Linked DNA regions of Gossypium arboreum: region 2 is linked to region 1. The links are chromatin contacts, called in public Hi-C maps. All regions are on one chromosome and are shown on one strand. Each heading gives the region's core, a stretch centred on a gene start, on an enhancer-like site or on the middle of the called end of the contact. The rest is flanking DNA. Distances are from core to core; before and after follow the strand shown. Region 1 holds the start of LOC108461696. Region 2 holds the start of LOC108480120.

What was found. A called contact is a pair of places that touch in the nucleus more often than the background predicts.
Region 2: a Hi-C map of leaf shows a contact between it and region 1, with 2.9 times the contacts expected there. The contact joins the promoter of LOC108480120 here to the promoter of LOC108461696 in region 1. A contact is called at or near these places in 2 of 5 Hi-C or Micro-C datasets (both in leaf).

Annotation. Positions count from the first base shown.
Region 1 is chr10:117,939,627-117,945,316 of ASM2569848v2, forward strand. LOC108461696 reads left to right here and starts at 2,651. Exons shown (of 3, transcript XM_017761612.2): 1 at 2,651-2,958; 2 at 5,528-5,690. The coding sequence starts at 5,530. LOC108461095 (protein ELC-like) reads left to right here. Exons shown (of 1, transcript XM_017760790.2): 1 at 1-429. The coding sequence ends at 101.
Region 2 is chr10:118,234,709-118,240,398 of ASM2569848v2, forward strand. LOC108480120 reads right to left here and starts at 2,345. Exons shown (of 3, transcript XR_008271707.1): 1 at 1,938-2,345. It overlaps LOC108450561 (transcription elongation factor SPT6 homolog), which reads right to left. Exons shown (of 18, transcript XM_053019625.1): 16 at 4,609-5,104; 17 at 4,231-4,392; 18 at 3,756-4,167. The coding sequence ends at 4,088.

The sequences.
Region 1 (5,690 bases), core at 1,401-3,900:
TCTTTCATAAGGCTACTGCTGCCAAAGTTAGGGCAGCTCAAATGCAGGCTCAGGTTGCTAGTATGGCTGCACGAGCACCGCATTCACATTACGCCCCATGACTGGTTATTGATTTGTTTTTGTGATTTGTCTATTAATGGATCATGTTTTCTGATATAGCTGCATTTTTTTTGTCTACCTAATTGAATATATGTTTCCTTTTATCCTATTCATATGGGAAAATTTATTATTATGATGTGAAAAATGTGCAGCCTTCTCTCTTTTTCATAATGAATTTGGGCTCTTTAGTAGACTTGCATTGGTGAGGAAAACTGGAATAGAAGCAGACATTGAAGAATGCTAAAAGAAGCATTTACTTTTTGTATTCTTATGTTATCTTATCTTTTGACATGATTTGTATGTAAATGAATGATCCCTTATTTTGTTGTATCACTGGTTGTTTAACTTATCAGCTTTTTACTTCAATGCATCAAGTTCATGCTGTGTTACTTATGTTCTTGGGAGCTAAACTCTTTATCACCCAATTGCAGTGAGGTTTATTAGATATTGCCTTGAGACTTTGTTATCTCTTTTTTCTTTTAATGAGGATGGGGTATACTAACATTGCACTTTGAGCAGGGGCAAATTGCACCTACTGATCGAAGCAACATGCCAAGTAGAAAAACCCTTCAAGGTACATGAACTTGAAATCTGCAGTAAGGCATTTGTCCTTAATTCAGTGCTTGTAGTCATGGTATTTATATGATTCTTCTTCCAATGGGAGTAATATTCTAAACCCTAAAAATTAGGTATTTATATGATTGAGTCCTACTTGCATGATGCAATTTCTTTATATATACAACTGTCAAACAGGGTTGGTTAGGCTAGGTTCATTCTAGGCCCATGTTTGGCATTCCTAGCCTAACTTGAAATATGAGACTCAAATTTTATTGTTCATATTTGTAAATAGTTGATCTAAATCCATTTAGACCCGTTTATATATATATATATATATACACGTGTTGTTTTGCCTATAAAGGTTGAGGCTTTGGGATTTTTATGGCTTAGGTTCGATTTATTCTGATTTATTTCTGGAGCTGGATCGTGTTTTGCATTGAGTTGGTCTTAAATATAGTTTATCCAATATTTATTATTTGTGACTGTACTTGCGATCTCTTTAAAAACATAATTTTTATTTAAGTTCAACAATTATAAATATTTATGAAAATTTTAAATATAAATAATTTAGCATTTTTTAATATTTACATGATATAAAAAAACATATTATAAAATTGAAAATGGGAAGTATGTATGTCATGGTAATTATATGATGAAGCAAGCATGAATATTTGGTTATGATTATTTAAACCCATATTGTATTGCCAAGTTTGATTAGATTATTATGAGTTATGGCAATTCATTATATTTTGTTGCCTAATTTGATTTGATGTCTTAACTAATCGATGCATTCGGCCTATTACATCAATGCTTGTTGCTTGGTTATTATTTTTTATTTTTAATAATTTTATTATATTTTTTGATATAATATTTAAAATTATATAATTTTTTCTCAATTCAATCATAGTTTTTACTATTTTTGCAAAATGGTATCAGTTGAAAAGCTTGTAAAAACTTGCAGAGCAAAGACAAAAATGTTGCTAAACTTATTTAATGATTGCGACCAATTCCAAACCACTTTCATGGTAATATTATGGTAAAAAGTGACATTATATTAAAAAAAAAGGAGATATGATTTTACATGAATACAAATTGGTTGGGTACGAATTAATAATTTATTTAAGTGATATAATAATGATGCACGAATTAAAAAGTGGAGGTTAAACCTTTTTCGGACAGAGCAATTAAACAAAAGTTGGTAAAAGAAAGGTTAAATTCTAGTCGTAGTCTTCTACTTTGTGAAAGTTATGAATTTAGTTTTTATAAATTAATTCGATTAATTTTAGTTTGTGTATTTTAAATTGGTCAATTTTAGTTCTCCTACTTTCATATTATGACTAATATTATACTATGCATACAATTATAGATTTAGTCCATATTTTCTAATTAAATCATGCTAAGTCTTTCTACTTTTGAATTTTGAAATTTTATCTTGATCCAAATGATAGTCCGTGGTTAACATGCGAAAATAACAAGTTGATATAACGTTACACTTATCGCATTAGATTTTGAAAATAGTAACCCTTAATGAATTTAACAATTATCATTTGGTATGTATTGAAATTTTAAATTTTAAAAAGTACAAAAATTAAAAATGATCAAATTAAAGTATAAAGATTAAATACACAATTTTTATAAAAATGTAGGGACTAATAGTCGAATTTAACAATAAAATAAACTATGTTAAGTTATTTTGCCTCTTTTAACTTGGAAAGGTTTTCTCTTGTCTTACGCGTAAAATTTGCCTTCGAACAAAAAGACTACTTCAGGTTGGATATGGATTAATTTGTTGAAAAAAAAAAAGATTTGGGTACTATATAGAAAAATAAAAAAATAATAGAAATTGTAATTTTGAAAGAAAGTAGGTTACTCTATCAGTCTATTGCCAATTCTAGGAGTGACGTGGAAGATTGTGATAGGACCTTCACAGTCTCCCGAGAAATTCCAGTTTCACTTTAGCAAAAATGTTATCAATTACTGAACTTTTCTCTACACGCGTTTGGTCTTCGAGAAAGTGCCTACACCCCGAGAAAATTTTTGACCCCATTCCCTTTTTTATTTTTATTTTTTATTTTCCCTCGAGAAAAAAAATTAAAAAGAATGAATCAAAAGAAAAACAACAGCAAAAAGTTAAAAAAAGAAAACCCTAACAAAAAAAAAAGCTTCCCCAATGCACCGTCACATTTACTTAACGCCTACAGCATCTTCTTAAGGACGTCGTGTTTCATCCCACTCGCCGAGCAGATCAGCCTCCTCACCGGTGATAGATTGTTACTTTCACTCTTGAATCACAATTCACTGGTTTCTTTCTTTTCCTCTCTCTCTCGTTATCTCTTTTATTTTTTTTTTGATTGCTTATATCAAGTGTAAACCATTCAATAATACGAGTTTCTTTTTCTTTGGTGTTTTTGGTTGATTATTTTGTTTTTTTTTTTTTAATTTGTTGGTTGTTTAATTTTAATGGGATGAGAAATGGGTTTGTTTTATTTGATCAATATTAGTAAAGAAGCTGATGGGTTAGTCTCAGTGTGGACTCTTTTAGAGTAATTTAGAAATTAATTCGCTGAAAATCAATGCCAAATTGTTGATTTTTAAATGCTTGCACTTGTGTGAAAGTTAGGTGCTAAGCTTGGTTATAGTTTGTGGCTTGGCCATGCCGATTTTATTGGGGTCCGGGTCGAACCGGTGAATGCATGTTGATAACTTAGATATTTGGATGGGTTGTTAGCTTTAACTAGTTAGCAAAGTTCTAATACAAATGTCTTGCTGAGCATTGGGATTAATAAACTTAGTTTTTCTAGAGATTGTAATCAAGTTGATTTAATTTTCGTCCTCATGAATCTTATACTTGATTTTTCTTCAACTCAGTCCTTGTTTTCTGCAAAATTGGTGTTGGATAACATCCTCGGCATTGCTTTCAAAGTATGATTGAGCATTGGTTTCAAAGTGTTCTCAAGTTACTCAAGTTCTTACTTCTAGTTGTCTTCTTCCCTATTTCTTTATCCCTTCATATTTTCTTTCAGATTCCAGTATGATATGAATGCAGTGTGCTGGTTGTGATTAACAAAACCATTCGAAATCCTTGGCTCTCTGTGGAATGCTTCTTGCATCAAACATGTTTTAGGCAGTGCTCTTCCAAAACCTGTTCAGGGTTGAATTGAGTGTTATGTATTGTGTATATGTGTTTGTGTTTATTTGAATTTCTGAATCTTTAGGAAGTATGTTTTGGTGTAATTAGGTTCTCATATATGTTCCAAGAAGGTTTTGTATTTGGAGCCTAATTGCTGATATAGTCCAAGAATTTGCCTTGTGCCGCTTTTTTTCATATAAAATCTGACATAATGGTTAAACTTAAAACAATTTATCACGTTTTGTTTTGAGTGCTTCTGTAATCTGGAATGTCTCCGTTTTTTATATTTCTATGTTCTTATAACATGAGGTTGCTGATTTCTATTTGTAAGAAAGGAAAAGATCTAGTCCCTTGGAAGATGTAATTACTATAGTCTTAAAAGTGTTTCTGTAGTTTTGATGAGTGGTATAGTTGATTATAGGGATAAGTCAACATTTAATCCCTAAAATTGGAAACTTTTTCCTACTTGGTCCCTGAACTTAGTAATTTTTTCCCCAATTTGGTCATTGAGATGATGTGGCACTTTAAGATTGTGCCATGCCATCACCTAAAATTTTAGAAAAAAATATAAATTTTTATGTGATGACATGGCATAATATCGGAGTGTCATGTCATCACATGGACCAAAATTGGGAAAAGTTTCCAAGTTCCAAGACTAATGTGGACCAAGAAAAAGTTTAGGGACTAAGTTGAGAAAAGTTGTCAAATTAGGGACTAACTGTGGCTTTCTCCCTTGATTATATTCACTGTTTTGTTGGAGAATATTATTGCCAGCAGTTTTGGATTGTAATTGTGTGTATTTGCAGAGGTTGGGCAGGGCACGGTTGGTTAGGAACTCCCTTCAGCTTGTTCTAACTCTTTTCATCATCCACTGTGAACCCTCAAACTTATAGAATCCTTGCCTTATACCACCATGAACATAGTAATCAAAGAGGGACGGTTAAGTGATTGATTTGAGTTTCATCTATATGAAATGTTATGGTCTTTCAGTTTATTTTTTTAGAATGGTGAAATTCCAACCACATCTTATCTCTTTTAAGAAGTATGATTGTATAGGTTTTCTCTTATCTTTTATTGTCTCGTTTTAATGATCACAAGAATGAATCTGTTATCTTGTAAGATTACTAGATCTTAAGGGTTCATTTACTAAATGGTTAATGCCAGTCTTCATATCTGTGATTGGGGGTCAAGCCTCTGTTTGCTTGTGATTTCTAATTCTTTAATCACCCAATTTGTGAAGCTTGACACTCGTCATCTTTATCATTTGATCCGAGCCACCGTCATGCTTGGCCTTCTTATGCCTGACTGACGTAAGCTGCATGATGCATGGTTTATAGATTTCCTGTTTGTCTTCTTAGTTCTTTCTTTAATTGAATTAGTGTTGAATTTCTTTTCCGGGGCTTCATTCATTGCTATTTTACAAATTTATGGTTGTTGACCTGGCATTGTGCAATTGTTCCGGTCATCATTACCATTTTATATATTTATATGATTGGAGCATAATGTGACTCTCCTCTTGAACTTTGTTGTGCCCTCTATTGTCTCTTAACACGGCGAAACAAAACAATTTATATCTTATTCTCTAACACGATTTGAGAAGTGTTTGAATGATCTTTGCTTTTTCTTATTTGTTTAGATGATCGAGGCACCAAGCTGGTCCTCAATTTTACCCATATTTAATATCTGTTGAGCATTGCACCATAACATGACAATGCCATTCTGTTGTTTATCCTGGATTAGGAATGGAGCACTACGACATGCAGGCGCCTAGAAGGGGAGAGATGAAGCATAAAGGAAGAAATGTAGTTTGGTCGGTTGCAATGGACAAGTGTCTCATTGAAGCTCTGGCCATTCAGGCTAAAAACGGGAATAAAATCGACAAATGTTTCAACGAGAATGCTTA
Region 2 (5,690 bases), core at 1,095-3,594, 290 kb after region 1:
AACACCACATGACACAGCAGATACACAAACATTAGTAAAATCTATACAGTACAAATACTAACCAATCAAAAGTTATATAAATATAACATAACTTATTGAATAATACAAGAACAAGATAAGAAAACACGAATTGGCAGGACAAAATTATGAGTTTTTCAGGCAATCAAGGTCATAATATAACAAAGAGTACGATCCACAAAAGAAAAAAACAAAAAATATAATGGCCACAAAAATCATATTAGGCAATGAAAATATGAATACCACGAATACATTTTAGAACCGGTCAAACAGGAATGTCCATAGGTCTATATGGCCCGGATACTTCATGTTCCTAAAGTACCCACCTGTAGCATTTGTGTTTGGTTGAACATGGTTGTAAGAGTACCATCTTTCAAATATATCGAAAATCTTACCATACCGGTCACATATTCAGTATCCGACATGAGTAACACATGTCTAGGCAACTACAAACTAGAGTCAAACTTGCTGATTTTGGGATTAGTTGCCTCATTCTTGCCCCCTGCTGGTTTTCCTTTTCTTAACATACATGGTTATATAAATACGGTCCAACAAATATATTGAAAAACTTACCCATATCAGAACACATAATCAGCAGCAGGCACTCACCCTGAATCTGAGTAACATAGATCTGGACAACTATGAACTACAAAGTTAAACTTGCTGATACAGGATCAATTGTTTTACTCTTGTCCCCGCTTGTTTTTCTCTTCTTAGCCTGCTGGTACAAATCCAACAAACCTGGAATTTTGTCCTTGTTCTTAGTTATATATTGCTCCAAAAAATCATGTTCAGACAATGTCATAATCCAAACAATCTTCTTACCTTCTTTGATAAGTTTCATCGACTCCAAAACCTTCAAAACCTTATACCTGGCAACAATCCGTTTATCAGCCGAAAACAGAAGCAATTTCGGGTACGATTTAATTGTTTGGCATCCAACTTCATTATATTCACATAAAAATCCATCAAAAACCGGAGTTTCCTTTTGGAACAAGCTAAACAAAGAGGGTATTTCCTTAAAGTAATAAAAATTTCCTCTTTACTCCATCCTAGGCTCATAAATGCTTCAACTTTTTTCTTCCAATTAGCGTTGCTAACTGAACAAATAACCCTAAGAGCATGTATAAACCTAGATTCTGCCGGCTCTAGACCGATTTCTTTAATGGTTTTAATGGCGTAAACCATTCGAGCATGGCTTTGCAAAATGACCCTAGGTTGTAATACTAACAAAGAGGGTATTTCCTTAAAGTAATAAAAATTTCCTCTTTACTCCATCCTAGGCTCATAAATGCTTCAACTTTTTTCTTCCAATTAGCGTTGCTAACTGAACAAATAACCCTAAGAGCATGTATAAACCTAGATTCTGCCGGCTCTAGACCGATTTCTTTAATGGTTTTAATGGCGTAAACCATTCGAGCATGGCTTTGCAAAATGACCCTAGGTTGTAATACTAACAAAGAGGGTATTTCCTTAAAGTAATAAAAATTTCCTCTTTACTCCATCCTAGGCTCATAAATGCTTCAACTTGTTTCTTCCAATTAGCGTTGCTAACTGAACAAATAACCCTAAGAGCATGTATAAACCTAGATTCTGCCGGCTCTAGACCGATTTCTTTAATGGTTTTAATGGCGTAAACCATTCGAGCATGGCTTTACAAAATGACCCTAGGTTGTAATACTAACAATTTCGATATCCTACTAGCAGCAACTCCTTCACTAATCATCAACTCAACATTTCGTCGCACAATGGAATTCAGATTCAAAGTCAACAACTATGAAGACGATCGTCTAATAGCTACCGGGATTTCATCAGCTTTCAAAAATTAGGATAAAAACTCTAAAGATGCTTAATCTGAGCATCCAAGCTTCGAGAAAGAATCAAAGGATTCGATAGAATGAATTCAGGCAAAAGCTTACCTTTAAAACCCTTTTCGATTAGATACTCGAGCCTGGGCTTAAACTTTGAGTTAAATCTGGAATGCACGATTTCGGGGCTTTTTTCGACCAATGTGGCGATTTGGGTAGTGTTGAATCCGTAAGATTCCAAATTTTTGAAGAGGGATAAGGATTCAGGGGCGGCGTCTCGGGGTATTATGAGGCGTTTGGAGAGTGGAAGAGCAGAGCTTGAAGGGCGGGGCTTTGAAATAGAAGAAAGGGTAGGGTGGGTATGAAGGAAGCGTTTTTGGATGAGTGAAAGCAGATTTCTGAGAGGGATTTTCGCCATCCTTGGGAATATTGGTTCAGCGTTTAAGCAACTGAAGAAGCAGCCCACTTACTGCAGGGCTTCGGCTCACTCACTATTTACAGCAAATGGAAATCAAGGGTTTTTATAAGGGTTAATTGCTGATATTAGTCCCTCTACTCTGCACTTCAATTTATCACTTTGTTTTTTGGTAAAAAATTTAATTTAAATGTTATTTTAATACACTTTCCGAAATTTGAAATTTCAATTGTAATCTAAATTCAAACCGTAGTAATTAATTTTGTTTGGTTAAATTTTACTATTAATAATGTATTAAGTGTAAATTATGTTCTCGAATTAGATCATTTTTAGTTTTTATAATTTTCAAATTTCAAAATTTTAATCTTGATACAAACAAGAATCGGTATTTAAATCTATTAACTGATTTTTTAAAATAATATATAAAAATAATAATACGACATAAAATTATACATGTAATAACATAACTTAACTCAATAAATAGCTTAAAATATATTAATTAAATCCACAAAAAATTTTAAATGTAGCTTCAGGAATTATTTTATAGACCCTTTTCACCATATCATCCATGGTCCCATCTAAGTAGAAGAGGATACATCAACATTTTTTCACATCAAATGTACATTTAGACTAAACTTTCAAATTAAAAATAATATGTTCTCTTTTAATTGAACGAAATCATAAATGATGTGACGAAAAGAATACATAAAATAATTTCTCAGTTTGAGTGATATTCATGCTTGAATTAGGTTGGAATAAACTTTAAGTGTTATATTAATTTATATATTTTAATAATTTGATTGGAAATATGAATCTAAATCTTAACTATCCAAACGGAATTGAAAACTGTCTTTTACTTAGTATATAATTATTTTTAAAAAATAAAATAAATATTCTGTATTTAAATTAATAAAAATAACTTTAAAATACTACTGTATAAAACTTATTCTAAAGGATAATAATAAAAGCCGACTAATTGAACTGACATGGACCGGTGAATTTGACATCAATTTTATTTTATTGTATGGTAACCATGATTTTTCTCCAAATTCGATCTGAATCGAGTCAATTTCATCTCTACCATTCGTTCATATTATTTAAGAAATTAAATGTTAATTTTGTATATTTGTCATTAAGATCTTTTAATATATTATACATGTAATTTTCATATTACTTTAGCTACATAATAAAATAAAGTAAGAATATTATTTTATATAATTTTTTACATTAAATACATAATAATATAAAAAAATATTATATCATACGACATTAAATACATAGTAATAATAATATTGTATTATATAATTTTTAGATGCTTGTGGTAAAAGAATGTCTAGCAATAAAACCACTTCAGAGTTCAAACTCTCAGGAGAGCAAGTGGATAATCCTCATTTAGGCACTTTTGAGTTCAAACTCTCGAGGCAAGTGGAAAATCCCCATCTAGGGAAACTCTTCTTGTAAAAAAATGGGAGAAATGAAATAGTCAATCAAATAATCTAGTCAGGGAGATGATATAGAGACAAATTTCAGGTTTCCATTCGTGAGAACATGAGTACTATTGTTACAAGAAGATCAAAATACTGAAAAATGAATGTTCATGCCAAAGAAAAAACTAAAAAGATACATTGGTCGTATCAGATGTATCTTTTTGATCCAATTTATACATGTACAAATACACTATAACTACAACTACATGTTTCAGTTTATTATTCAGTCAGCAAGCAAAGCAATAATTTCAATTGTGAATTCAAAACTAAACCCCCTACACCTAACACTACAGCTATCCTCCAAGTAGATAATAATATTACTACCTTTGGGGACCAGTCAGCAGTCCAAATCACCTTTGTCATTGCCAACCACTGCCACTGCCACTGCCACTTTGGGTTCCGGCACTGCCACCCCAACCACCAGGGAAAGCTTCCCTACCTGGAGAGTTTTGAACTTTAGCACCTGGGAAATTACCCCAACCATCTTCCCCTTTTTTGTTACCTGAATCCCGTTTCGGAGTTCCATTGTATGATGAATCCTGCCCCTCATTATGTCCCCTGCTGCTATTATATGAACCCCTACCACGTCCCCGTCCACCATAGGGCCGTGGTGCACCACTTGGATGCCCATCTCGACTACTGCTATTTCTGTAATCGTTTCGCCCTTATACCAAACAAACCAGCTAAACGTTAGACAAAAAGGAGACGAGCAACTCAAAACGAAAATACACTTGAATGTACAAAACGCATACAATAAAAGGACTAGCATTTAGAATGAACTTTTACTCACTACTATAAACAAATGAAAAGTTCTTCACCGAAATTAACTAATGAAAAGATCTTGTGTCCAAAATTTCATCTTAAATGTTTCAAAACTTACCAGTTCTTGACCCTGGAGTGGAAGATTGCCCCCTGTCGGAAGATTGGCCTCTCCAACTGCCTTCATTGGTTGGACCACCCCAACCACTACCGGTAGATGCCCCAGCAGAGGATCCAGCAGCAGGGCTCCGCATTGGTACCATTGCTGCAACTGATCTTATTGATGGAGCTGACTCATTCTGTGGATCATCGATATGCCTCTGGAAATATGCAACTAGACGATCAATATCCTCAAACATCCTTTTTCTGAACTTGAATCCCTTGGGATATAAACCAACATACTCATGATGCGGATTTGTACTTCGTATATAAGTAAGAATGAAAGTGCCAGGATGTTCATGAGAAATGCCAAAACAATAGACAATCCTCATAGGATACTCTTGTCTCTCGATTGTTAGAAGCTTATCAACCTCTGATTTAGTTCCCTTCCTGAATTTACGATAACTCAGCATTGCCTTCAGATGAGACACAAGGGGATCAACATATCGATCCATCACCTGCAATTTAAATTTTATCAACAGACATCCATTACATGGATTTCTATGCCTCTAAAACATATTAACAGTAAAATCCATTAGATGATAGCACCAACTGTTTCATCCAAGAAATTTTTTTTTTTTTTTAATAATATTGATTTTACTCTCCGAATTTAGCATTCTACTCATTAAAGATAATAAATAAGGATTAGCTAGACATCTTAAAATAATAAGAAACATTGACTAAAAAGAAAAGATATACATCTCGTTAAAGAGAGCCAAAAGTCAAGACATCAGTTCGTCAAGGAGCCAACCACGACTTTTTTCTACGAAAGAACAATAATTTATTCCAAGTTTAGAATTCTCTAATAGAAAACCACAATATTTGAAGCATGGACAAACGGATTTATTGTATAATGATAACAGTAAAACAACAATCAATTTTTGAGCTCCTATGGTCAAATTAGAAAGTTCATCCTTCATTTCTACAACTGGAAAGGACTCCCCACTACAACCTAACTCCCATGCAACACCATGCTTACATGGTTATTTCCATGGTTATTTCCACTCAATTCACACCCCTTCAAAGTTTTAAGAAGGGGAATCT